Linked DNA regions of Gossypium raimondii: region 1 is linked to region 2. The links are chromatin contacts, called in public Hi-C maps. All regions are on one chromosome and are shown on one strand. Each heading gives the region's core, a stretch centred on a gene start, on an enhancer-like site or on the middle of the called end of the contact. The rest is flanking DNA. Distances are from core to core; before and after follow the strand shown.

Evidence for each region. A called contact is a pair of places that touch in the nucleus more often than the background predicts.
Region 1: a contact with region 2 is called in a Hi-C map of leaf, with 3 times the contacts expected there. The contact joins the promoter of LOC105799271 here to the enhancer-like site in region 2. A contact is called at or near these places in 2 of 2 Hi-C or Micro-C datasets (both in leaf).

What each region holds. Positions count from the first base shown.
Region 1 is chr9:35,419,571-35,425,521 of ASM2569854v1, reverse strand. LOC105799271 (protein FAF-like, chloroplastic) reads right to left here and starts at 3,782. Exons shown (of 2, transcript XM_012629727.2): 1 at 3,619-3,782; 2 at 1,724-3,474. The coding sequence starts at 3,431. The coding sequence ends at 1,956. It overlaps LOC105799270 (serine/threonine-protein phosphatase BSL3), which reads left to right. Exons shown (of 21, transcript XM_012629726.2): 19 at 1-82; 20 at 170-309; 21 at 425-1,208. The coding sequence ends at 508.
Region 2 is chr9:35,371,177-35,377,273 of ASM2569854v1, reverse strand. No RefSeq gene overlaps it. Among protein-coding and RNA genes, the nearest start is that of LOC105799269, 4.3 kb to the right of the region's middle. Within about 2 kb of position 3,078, the one cell type or tissue checked has open chromatin away from gene starts, as enhancers often do. A contact at or near this core is called in leaf, where this site is marked.

The DNA of each region.
Region 1 (5,951 bases), core at 2,533-5,032, 48 kb before region 2:
GCTCACGAGTGTGTTATGGATGGCTTTGAGCGCTTTGCCCAGGGACATTTGATCACTCTATTTTCGGCAACCAATTATTGTGGTGTGTCCCTGACCCATGCTTATACATGCAATATGTCAGGTTCAGACAATTTAACCTTTAAATTTTGCTTCATGCTTGATTTTTCAGGCACCGCAAATAACGCTGGCGCTATCTTAGTTTTGGGTAGAGATCTCGTGGTAGTTCCAAAGCTGATTCATCCTTTACCCCCAGCAATGTCATCTCCAGAAGCATCACCGGAACGTCATATAGAAGATACATGGATGCAGGTGCTTCCTCTTTCCCTTTGTTAGCAGTAATTAGTCTTTTGTTATTTCTGCATTCTTTTGCTTGGACCACGTGCATGGCTTCTTATACTAATATTTTTTACATCTATGGGATCAGGAGTTGAATGCTAACAGACCTCCGACACCTACTAGAGGTCGTCCTCAAGTGGCAAATGATCGAGGCTCTCTCGCGTGTATATAATAGATCCTTCCAAATCTTTTTCCATATACTCCTTCAGGTTTATGTTACTACATGGTGATTCCCTGTTCCGTATAAGGGCATGATGCCAAATACAGGCATTTCCAAACTTGTAATCTCTCTCGTAACAAAGTTTGAAGGCTTTGACTTTTCGCCGGTTTTCAGCACACGGTAGGCCTTGAGATTATGAAAGATGCATAGTTTGGGAACCAGATTGCAAGGTGCTGTGGTAGTATGAAAGGTACAAGTTAGAGAAGCAGATTGTGCACGGCGTAGGTTTCTTTTTGGATATGTGTGCTGAAAATTGCAAGTTGGGCTTCTCCCTCTGTAAATTGAAGGCACAGCCAGGTAGAAGTCGGGTGGTTTCTTCAAATGGGTTGCTAGTGTTGAGTACTTTTCACATTTAGTTATATATATTTTTTAGTCCTTGTTTTAGGTCTAATATTTTTTACTATGTGATGATGATGAGGGATCATATTGGGCGTTGCTTGTATCAAGAGGTGTTGATTGGTGTAATTCTCTTTTCTCTGTACAATGTAATGATTGTGTGAAGAAAACCTAGTGTTGTTCAAACATGAAAATTTTACAAGTTTTGGTCATAAATTTGTCACTCTTTTCATTTGTAAATCTAGCAATTACAATTCCAGGTTTTGCTTAATGTCACGATTAGATTATGCAGTTATAAGATGTCATTTTGTTCGAATTTTAGTGTTTGAATTTATTTTACTGGTAAAGGAGTCTGAAGAAAAAGAATTTTCCCTTCATTGGGTTTCAACTTGACTTTGATTTAATTATTAATTTAAGAACATTTTATGTACTATTTGTATTATATATCATTAATACTTGAAGAAAAGCCTGGGTTCCTTGTACCAAAGGAATTGTTGTAGAGCTGGCTATCATTGTCAAAAACACACTTTGTACACAAACTATTTTAAATGGTTTCTTTAAAAGAAAGAATATCAATCACACTCAAAACCTTAACCTAGAGGAACAAAGCCAAGGCCTCGTATCAATTTCTAGATGATTATGTCCCCAAAGTCAAAAGCAGTTAAGCCGACCATGACTCATGCTGAGACCCCATTGGCTAAGAATTTTGCTCAACCAAGAAAAACATATATATGAAGTCTAAACCCATCATTCTGTGAAGACAGACGAAACAGACTAGACAGTCCACCCATTCCAAAGACGACGCTTTTAGCTACAAATAGGCAAAGAGAATTATACAAAATTACCAGTATATATTCCAAATTTCATCTTCCAAAATTTCCAAAAAAGTATTCTCTCCTTTTTCGTAGATCCTTTTATTAGAAATTTTGACTACACAATCACTCTCAACGAGTGGATGTGGAAAAATTAGCTAGGAGAGAAAAAGAAAAGAAAAGAAAGGGTAATCAATAGTAAGTAATAACAATAATAATAGGGACAATTTGGAGATGGTATTTTTGGGTAATCAGGAAGTGGCAATGGAATAGGGCTCCCAGAGCAGAAGGGACCTCCTAGGTTCCTTGCAGCCTTTTAACAAAGGAACAATGTAATCACCTTTCTTCCCTTCCAACTCTTGCAAGTGTTGTTGATCTTTATTAGCCATTAGATTCTTTGTCAGGATAAGCCGCTTGCTATCGTCCTTCCCTGGTGGTGACTGTTGAGCAAGTGGGTCAACAACTACCGCTGCCGTCTTTGACATTCCCTGATTGGGCCTCCTCCAGTAGTACTCATAAGCATTGAATGATGAAGCTGCTCCTACTCCAGCAGCCTTGGACGGTGGTGGACGTGGTGGCAATGACTGTGCTAGTGGTGGTGGGCTATTTGACTCAACTTTCCCTTCCCTTTCCTCTCCAAAATTGACTATTTCGTCAAAATTTTTAGGCCATGTTGGGTTCCTCCTATTTGCTAACCATATGGGCTTGTTCATCATTACAGCTAACCTATGCACATTCATTGCTCCACATGATAGGTTAGGAGCCAGCCCAATCTCACTTTCCTCCTCTCCTTCATCATCATCATCATCACCATCATCATCATCATCAATGCCTATTTCACTTTCTTTCTCTCCAAAGTTTTCAAACTCTTCTTCCAACTCTCCTACCTCCTTACTTTCTTCTTCTGGTGCTTCACTAGGAGCAGTGGTATTGGCAAAAGTGAGGACAAGGCGGCCGTCTTGGCGTTGAGCTAGGAAGTTGTTCAATGAAGGCATTGAAACAGCTTCAATAACCAATTTACCATTATCACGATGAGTCTTCAAGCGCCTCGATGCTCCACCTTTGCCAGAAAGGGAAGGAATCGGCGGTGGAAATGATGGGTTTGGCGATTTCTTGCCAACATCATAGCTGTATTTCACAGTTGTCGCCTTTTCACCATGGAAACAAGGCATCATCATGGGTTCTAGTGTTTCTTGCTTTTGGTGTTGCAGATGTTGATCTTCCTCCACCTCACCAGTTTCTGAAGAGAACCCATCAGAGCCAGTCTCAGAACCAAGGCTCTCAGTGCAGATTTCAAGGCTTTTCTCGCTTAAACAACTGGTGGATCGTTTCACAAGAGGGTGAATATAAGGTGGGGAAGACTTGAAAGACTCTTGTTCAGCCTTTTGTGATATGATTGAGCTCCATATATCGAACTGGGAAGGGTTTTGAGGTTGCTTCTTTTCATGTTGAATTGAAGCCCAGATATGGGATTGATCTGGTGCTTCATTTTCCCCCTCTTCTTCAAATGAAGAAGGAACAGGGAATTCTTGGGATGATGGACTCTTTTTCAGGGGAGACAGCCATTTCCGGGACGACATATCGGCAGACAGAGTTCTTCTAAGTGACGTAGCTTTGGTGGGTCTCTCAGCATCCGATCCCAGAATGGATACTATGCCTTGCTTCTTGGAATCCATGACCTCCTCAGCTGAAGATAATAGGAAGCTCTTGCTAAGTGAGGCAGACATCTCCAACTATTAATACCCACGCAGTTGGTACTGGAATTTTTATCTACACATTTAACAAAACAAAACAAAACAGCTTAGGAAATAGCTAAAGCTAAACAACAAATAACAAGTTCCCAAGAAACATGCATGTAGCAGCATATACCAAAATACACGTATCTCTACAATGTATGGATATAGGTGAAATTACCTTTTGTTGTTTGGTTTTAAGAGAAAATAACTAGCAATAGCATCCAACAGAGGTCTTTCAAGACCTCGGAAGGAGTGCTTTTGCTTGTATTATGAGATTAGTGAAGTGAAGAAGGTGGGTTTAGAGGAGGGAAATGAGTGTGGATTGATGTTTGATGGTGGCAACGGGAAGGGGGTATTTGTAGGAGGGTACAAAGGCTTGGGAATCATGTCCAATGGACCCCCATTAACAGACTCGTCCACTCCTTTCCAAGTTTTTCCTTTTATTACAAAAGTTGATGATTAAACAAACAAAATCAAAAGTTTAAAGTGGTGTTATCCTCTCAACTATGATTTGGTTAACATAGTCAAAGGTTTTTTATTTTCTTCTTGCGAGTTTATCATGTCAAAAAAAAAAAAACATGTTCAGAGTCACTGCTTTTGCTTAACATTCTAATTTCTACCTTCATTTAACAATATTTGTGTTGCATTTAGTTTTAGTAAATTTGATATGATTATTATTTAAATGATTCGATTTTTTATTTAATTTATAACTTGAATAATATAAAAATAAATCATTTCTTATATGATTCACTGGAATATTTTAGGATAACACAAAATTATAAGAATGCTGGACTCACAATATTTGTTAAACCAAAGCTTTCAAGTGTAATTAGTGAACGTCTCTTGAAAGACCAAATGGGGTGGTAGCGACCCAAAGGAGGGACAATTCTTTCTCAATTTAAATCATACTTTCTTAAGGATATATGGTTTGAAGGCATTCCTACATTGTTTTGTTTATAAAAAAGGAGTCCTACAACTAAGTTTTTGATATGCTTTAAAAAATTTAAACATAGAGGTTAAATTTCTCTTTCACATTTAGTTAAAATTTACTTCTATCTTGATGTTATCCTCGTATTTTGTCCATAAGCTTTATTTAAGCCTCCTTATTATATGTTGATATATTTTATGTATAAAATTGGATTGTTTGTGGTTAATATAATTGAATAATTAAAAGTTGATTATTTTTAAATTATATGTTAAGTAAATCACGTGAAACATAATAAATTTTATCTCACAATATTTTTATGATTAATTATATGGAATAATAAAATAGGAGTTAAGGAAAAGGATCTAATTGAATAGTTTTATCATAAAGCTTCAGTAGCCCATAAGCAACTTTTATTCATATTTTGAGGCATGTTGTATATCGTATGTTTATTTACCTCATTGTTTTTATGATATAAATATATATTTTTAAGCAGTAATGCAACTTATGAATTTTCCATGTGATATACTCAATTTTAACTGCTAATGATTATAAAATTTGGAAAGAGAAAATTCTTTGATTAGATATTCAATCTCAAGTTGGATGGGAGTAATCAAATCGCCTCAATATGATGTTGACAATGACTAAAATTTCTGCTAAAGTGTAAAAATGTCAAGGGTTCATTGAAGATAAAACCCTAGCTAGCATCATAATGATCACTAGTGTTAATATGGGATATTCAGTATGTATCACATTACTCCACTTACAAAAACGGAATTCATGGCTTAGTTAAAGAGCAAATGATATTCTCTCACTAGTATTATATGAATTATAATAAAGAAACGTCATCATGAACGAATGATTATCATTACTGTTTGTTACGATAGTACTCTTTTTTTATTGTAAAATATGCAGTTGTGGCCATGAGATAAAATAGAATCGAATTAGGTGAACAAACTATAACCCAAATGGATAAATGATATTTTATATATGAGAGCGACAGACAAATGAAAAGGCCAATGGACAAAAGCACAAATCTAAGTTGTTTTCATAATGATATATAATAGGGAGATTAATCATGGTATTTTTAGTGCGTTGACTTCATGACTAAATAATTTGTGATTAATAAATGAAGAGTCAGTAACTTAATTACAAATTATTTAAGTCATAATTATATATGTCTGATCGATCTTTTTGCTAGCTCAATATAACTGTGTATGATTGCTAATAAGAATCATTAATGTGAAGAACGGATGAAAACGATGTTTGAGAAACAGATTGCATGAATGTTTTTTTCTCAAATGAGTAAGAGATGGCTTAAAATTTAATTTAACTTCTTTGGATTATTATTTAATTGAATGTAATTAAATATTCGAGTCCAAAGGAAAATTAAATAAATTAGTTATTGTAGTTTTATTAAATAAGATAATTAAAATGATTTACTCATAAATTCTAATATGGCAAAGTCGTCATGACTTGACGAAATTAGAATTAGATTGAAAAAACAATTAATTAATTAATTAATATTTTAAGAATAAAAAAATAGATTATTGAAATGAATAATTATATGAGATTGTTTTAATTTA
Region 2 (6,097 bases), core at 1,829-4,328:
AAGCATTTTATATTTTTTTTATAACTTTTATTGATTTTTTATCATTTTTTACTACATGTCACGCTGTGTTGCGACACGTGATGGATTTAATTAGAAAAAAAATGGGGGTCGTTAAGTTTAATGGTCAAAGGGCCTTTTTGATACATTTTATAATTTTTTATGATTTTTATAAAATTTTACAATTTTTATAATTTTTTGATTTTTATAATTTTTTCTATTTTTAATATATATTTTTAATAAAAATTTAATAACTTTTATAACTTTTATTGATTTTTAATAATTTATTTGCCACATGTCAAGCCATGGTTGTGGCACAGGGTGGCTTTAATTGAAAAAAATTAGGGGTAACTAACTTTAATGGTTGACTGTTAAAGTTAATGATCAAATGGCATTTTTTTATACATTTTTTTATACATTTTGACAGTTTAAATATTTAATTGAGTGCAAAAAAAAAAAAAAAAAAGAGTAAGGGCCTGTATGTATCCACATCTGAAAATTCATTAATAGTCCATATTAATGGTACATTTTCCCCTATATTATGTATGTTTGAAAAGTTGGAAGACTTTTTACACCTTAAGCCTTTAACTTTTAACTATTTATAATTACAAATAATAATATACAATTATTCTTATTATTAATATGTGCGATAAAAGCAGTTGGTTTCGTTTGTTTTTTTTTATTATAAAACATTGATGAATAGAAAATATTAATATAATTAAATCATGAAAATATCAAGGGGAAAATAGATGGTGAATAATGGTAAAGGGAAGGAGAAAGAAAAGGAAGATATTCGTGTCCAATAAATGTGATTGCTTTTAAAATTTGATGAGAGGTTTTCACAAGATGAAATGAAAGGATAAAAGTGCAGCCCCTCCATTCCACGATCTTATTATTTATATATTCTCATCATAAAGAGAAGATCTTCTTCCCCATTGCAATAACATTGTTTGGATCATCCAATCTGGTGGTACACAAAAATATGCCATCATCTGTTTTCCAACTATTCCTTCTGTATTTATCTCTCGGTTTTATCTTTGTTCGAGATTTAAATTACGGGAAAAAAAAAACATCTTTAATGATATTCTGTATCATCGTAATCAATGATAAGAAAAAACACAAAATTGCTGGTAACACAAATGTTTTTTGGTTGGAACAGATAACACAATCTTACAAGAGCTTTATGAATCTATGCCTTTGCTTTTGCATGCATGGCTTTTCACTAGTTATTCCAATACGGTCGGGAATGCCAATTTGTGCGAATTAGAAACGGCCACGTTTCCCAATATGAATGGGGACACGTAAATATGGGGTTTGCGTTGGATTTGGTTGACTTGAGTCAAGGGTGTTTTTTCCTTTTATGACCGAGCCTGCCATGTTTAGCTCACTCCCATTCCCACCCCTTGTTCGATGGTGGCTAAGGGTATGAACCCACTCTCAGTATTGACCACTAGCTAATTAGTGGCCAGCCAGCAGAATCAAGGTATAATCCTAATCCTACCATTTCCATTTTCTTTTTTTCTTTTTGGTTTACATGTGTCGATTTACACTACTTCTCCATGTCTTTTCACTTTTTGTCCTCAAACTTAATCAAGGGGTAATTTCTTTAATTCTGGCTATAATAATTAATATCCAAGTTCCCCAAGGTTTATACCCCTCTTTCTTTTTTCCTATATTAAGATATCCCATGCCTATTCTTTTATTCTATATTAAAGTTGAAGGTAAGTCGAGTTGAATTTTTAAACAAAATATAAAGTTTATTTAGCATTATTTTCTCTATTTATCAAATTTGAATCTGAAATATTACTATCGATCGAGATTCCTTTTAAGATAAATATTAGTCTTTTTTTTTATATATATAAAAAAGGAAAAGCTTGATGAACAAAATGTTAGAGAATAACTTTGTTGGAAGTGCATGTATTTACCTTTATTTTAAAATTAAATCCAAAATGAGTGGGATTTTTCATTTTAATAAAAATGGAAACGAGGGACATGGTTTCTATATTCCCCTAATTTTGCATGTCCTTCTCAATATCTGGAAGTAATAAAAAGAGAGAATCAAAACCAACAAGGATTGCTTTCATGAAATTGAAGTCGTAACATGCACTCTTCAATGGGATTCTTACTGGAAACAATGTTTATGTGAACAACAAATATAAAATCCATTTTTAAAACTTGTTTATTCTCTAATGCTTATATTAACTTTCCACAAGGATTCATTTTTCTATGACCATAATCTATATTTACATCATCTACTTCCAATTTCCTATATAAGCATATAAAGCAATAAATGTGTACGACTTTCTTTTTTTTTTAAATCAAATATTTATAGATGATTAATTATCAAATGATTTCATTCTCGAATTTGATATTGCTTTTTTAATATGATGTTTGTTTTATTTTTGGTCTAATCTTAATCTTATATTAGACAAATGTTAATATATTTTGATACACAAAGGTAACGGTGTTAATTTTTGGTTTTAATTCAAATTTAAGGACTGATTGATGAATTATTATGTTTGAATTTTTATGATTTTGTTAATAAAATAAATTTCGTGTTAATTATAAATTTTTTAACTTTGCATTTAATTTATCAAATAAAGTCGGATGGATCTGATTTAATTTAGATTTTAAGATTTATTTGATAAAGTTAATTGCTATCATTATTTACTAATTATATATTTTCATCGAATCAACTTTAAAATCCAATTTAAACACTAAAAATTAACACCATTACCTTTGAATACCAAAATATATAATGTTTTTCAAACACAATACCATATTAAAAAACACCTACCAAATTAAAAAAAATTTGTCAAAACTCAGATATTCAACTAGTATGAAGCCTATATGCAATGTATAAATGCTTATCCGGGCATAATGTCATTGTCAAATCTTTGAGAAATCTTTCCAATTCCATTGAATTAAGATATGGCCTGAAGTGAAAGAGAAGGTTAGCCGAACACATTGAAACACAAGATATGGGAAGAAATTTAGGGTAGGAAGGAAGGTAGAGGGAGGTGGCGGGTGGCGGGTGGCTGGCGATGTGGTCGGATCTTGTCCACCCTCCCACCTAGGATTCCCTTACAAGACTCCACTAGGCCTTTTATTTGTTGGGCTTGTGGCTTGCATTTTAAAAGTATGCTTGCTAGAATTTACGTCCTTATGTCCCCTTTCCAGATTCCCCCTATTTTTACTTTTTTACCAAAAAAAAATAAAAATTAAGTGATAGGAGGGGTTATTAAGATCTAAACATGATATTAATATATTTTATGTTTGTCTAAATCAGGTTCGGACCAAAATATGAGCTTAAGATTTTATCCAATTTTGTCATAATTGCAAAACACTAACCTAAGCTCATTTAGGCCCACCCATATTATTTTTTAGTTTCTTAAAAATATTTATATTATTTTAATTTAATATTTAATAATTTTATATCCTTTTATTTATTGAAAATTTTATATAGTCATTTTAATATTATTTTAATATTTATATTAGAGTAGTATTATATATTTAGTATAGGTTTATTTTTTTAATGTGTTATGAATTACATAATATAAAGAATTATAAACTTAAGAAAATGTCAGGCTCAAGTTTTGAATGTTTAAGCCCAAGCCCATATTTTAAACGAGCCTAAAGTTTTTTCTTAAACACATTTTTTGGACTTAATAATTTTGTCTATACCTTCTTAAATTTCGAGTGAGCCTTTGAACCGGAATGGATAGCCTAACCCATAAGCGGTATCTAAAATTCAAATAAACAAGGCTTTGAAGGGGGCTGGTTGGGTTTTATTTGGACGTGCGAAATATAGAAAGACGCATCCAAGTAGCTAAGATTTGGATGGATTATGTGGCCCAATACATCTGTGGAAACAGTTTGTGAACTTTCCCAGACAGGACTTGTACCAATTCTATAGTCAAAATTGACTGTATTGAAGTGTTGGGCTCAACTAAAAACATGTTACTTATACTATAGACACGTATTAATTAAATTCAAAGTCTATGGGTGATAGGGACCTAAGTAATTGTTCCATTTGAAGAATGCAATTCATGACATTTGTTGTGGTGGTTCAATATGAACAAGTTGGTTTTATAGTTAAAGCTTTAATATGAAGACCGGATTGTGGTCCAAATCCAATTTGGTTCATAAAATATAGGCATCGGTTTTTTAATTTAAAAGGAGAATTTGAGTTTGGATTCAGGACTTAAATTATATGGCAATATACTTTGCCATTACACCTAACACATAATTGGTGAGATAATAATATATATAAATTTTCATTATAATTTAAACTATTCAAGAGATAATATATCAGCTTTATTTTTTACAATTTAAAATTTTCACGAACCAAATTATGAAAGACTTCGAAGAAATATTGAAAACAAAATTAGAAATGAGAACATTTATTTAAAGCTATTTTATTTTTAAAAATTAACTACGTGTTATTAAAATAAATGATTCACATTAAGTTTAGTCTTACAACTTGTAATATAAGATATAGGACTTGCAATTTAACAAGAATGAAAATGAAAAGAGGATAATTTGGTGATAAGAAATGTCATCGTTGGTCTTTCAAAATCAATTAGTGTATCACGTGTTCTGTATTTCAAAAACTTTCATCACTTTTAATATTTGTATCCATCTAATACAGATTTAACCGAAATCAACCTTCAATTTAATAACACTTTTGAAATTTTGAATATGATTATATTTCACACATGTTTCTATATACAAATCATTTTATTGCGTTGTTGGTTTAAAAGAATGAGAGCTTAGGTTCCATCATGTACCCAACTTCTAAAATACAAAATTTTCATTTACACCCTTTATAATTTATAAAATTTTAAATTAGTAATAGTAAAACTATAAAGATATAGACTATTAAAATAGTACAATTTAATTCTAGCCCCGCGCCACTAGATTCTATCCCAAATAATTTCCTTCTTCTAATTCAATTATCAAAAAAATAAAAACTCGGAAGATGAACTGTTTTATTAAAAATTAAAATAAAATAAGAAGCAGATGAAAGCTTGGATATAATAATAAGGAATCCTTATCCTTTGATAATACGTAAGTAGGAACTGATTGGCGGACAATGGCCATGTCTGGCGCCGGCACTGCCCGATAATCAATTGTCTCATTCCTGGATCCCAAGATATACAGCTCAGGCCGATTGAGCACCCCCTTATCCCAATGCCCTATTATCCGCAACTTCTGCTCCCCTTCCTTAATTGCCTCTCAACATACATCTTAGCCAAACGATCTCGGCTTTCAACTTGGACATTTGTTTTATTGCATTGCCTATTTCCTCTATGTATCAAAACATCCAACTGTTGTTTATTTCAGACAATTATGAATCCATCAAACATGTGCATTTCTCATTCAATCTTTTTTTTTTGGGATAATTTTTTATATAAAGGATATATCCATAATGTTAGACTTTATATTCAGATATACATGTATTACTTAAATTATGCTAACAATCATGGACTTTTTCTCATGAAACGGAAAAGACTTTTGGCCGATATTTTTTATGTACTTAAATCTAGATCTAGGTGTTCCATGTGTTACGTAGACTTCTAATGATAATATTTTATAAATAAATAATTATTATAAATAAATCTCAAATCTTGAATCACAATATACATAATATTATTAATTTGGTATGTAATTGGCTCTCTATATTCCTTAAATTCTTGAATTTCAAACTCCACAACATTAATTTTGGTACCATTAGGAAAAAGTTGATGGATAAAATAAATCATACTTTCATCTCAAATTGAAATTTTAAAAAATTTCCAATATAAAGAAAATATTACTATATGTTCGAAAAGTGAAATATTAATATGTTATATCCTATCGTCATGCAAACATGTGTCAGCTTTTTAGGTAACATGGACCTGATATTGATCATGATTTAAAGAGGTGTTCAACTAAACCACCCGCTCGACGTAGAGGAGTAAACACACTCTCGACATGTTAAGGAGTCTATTCAAGCATAATAATATCATATTAATAGAGTCCCCACAATATACACCCATGATTTTCTTTTATGCATTAATTAAGCAAGACTAAATGTTTATCTTGCCATATCTAATGT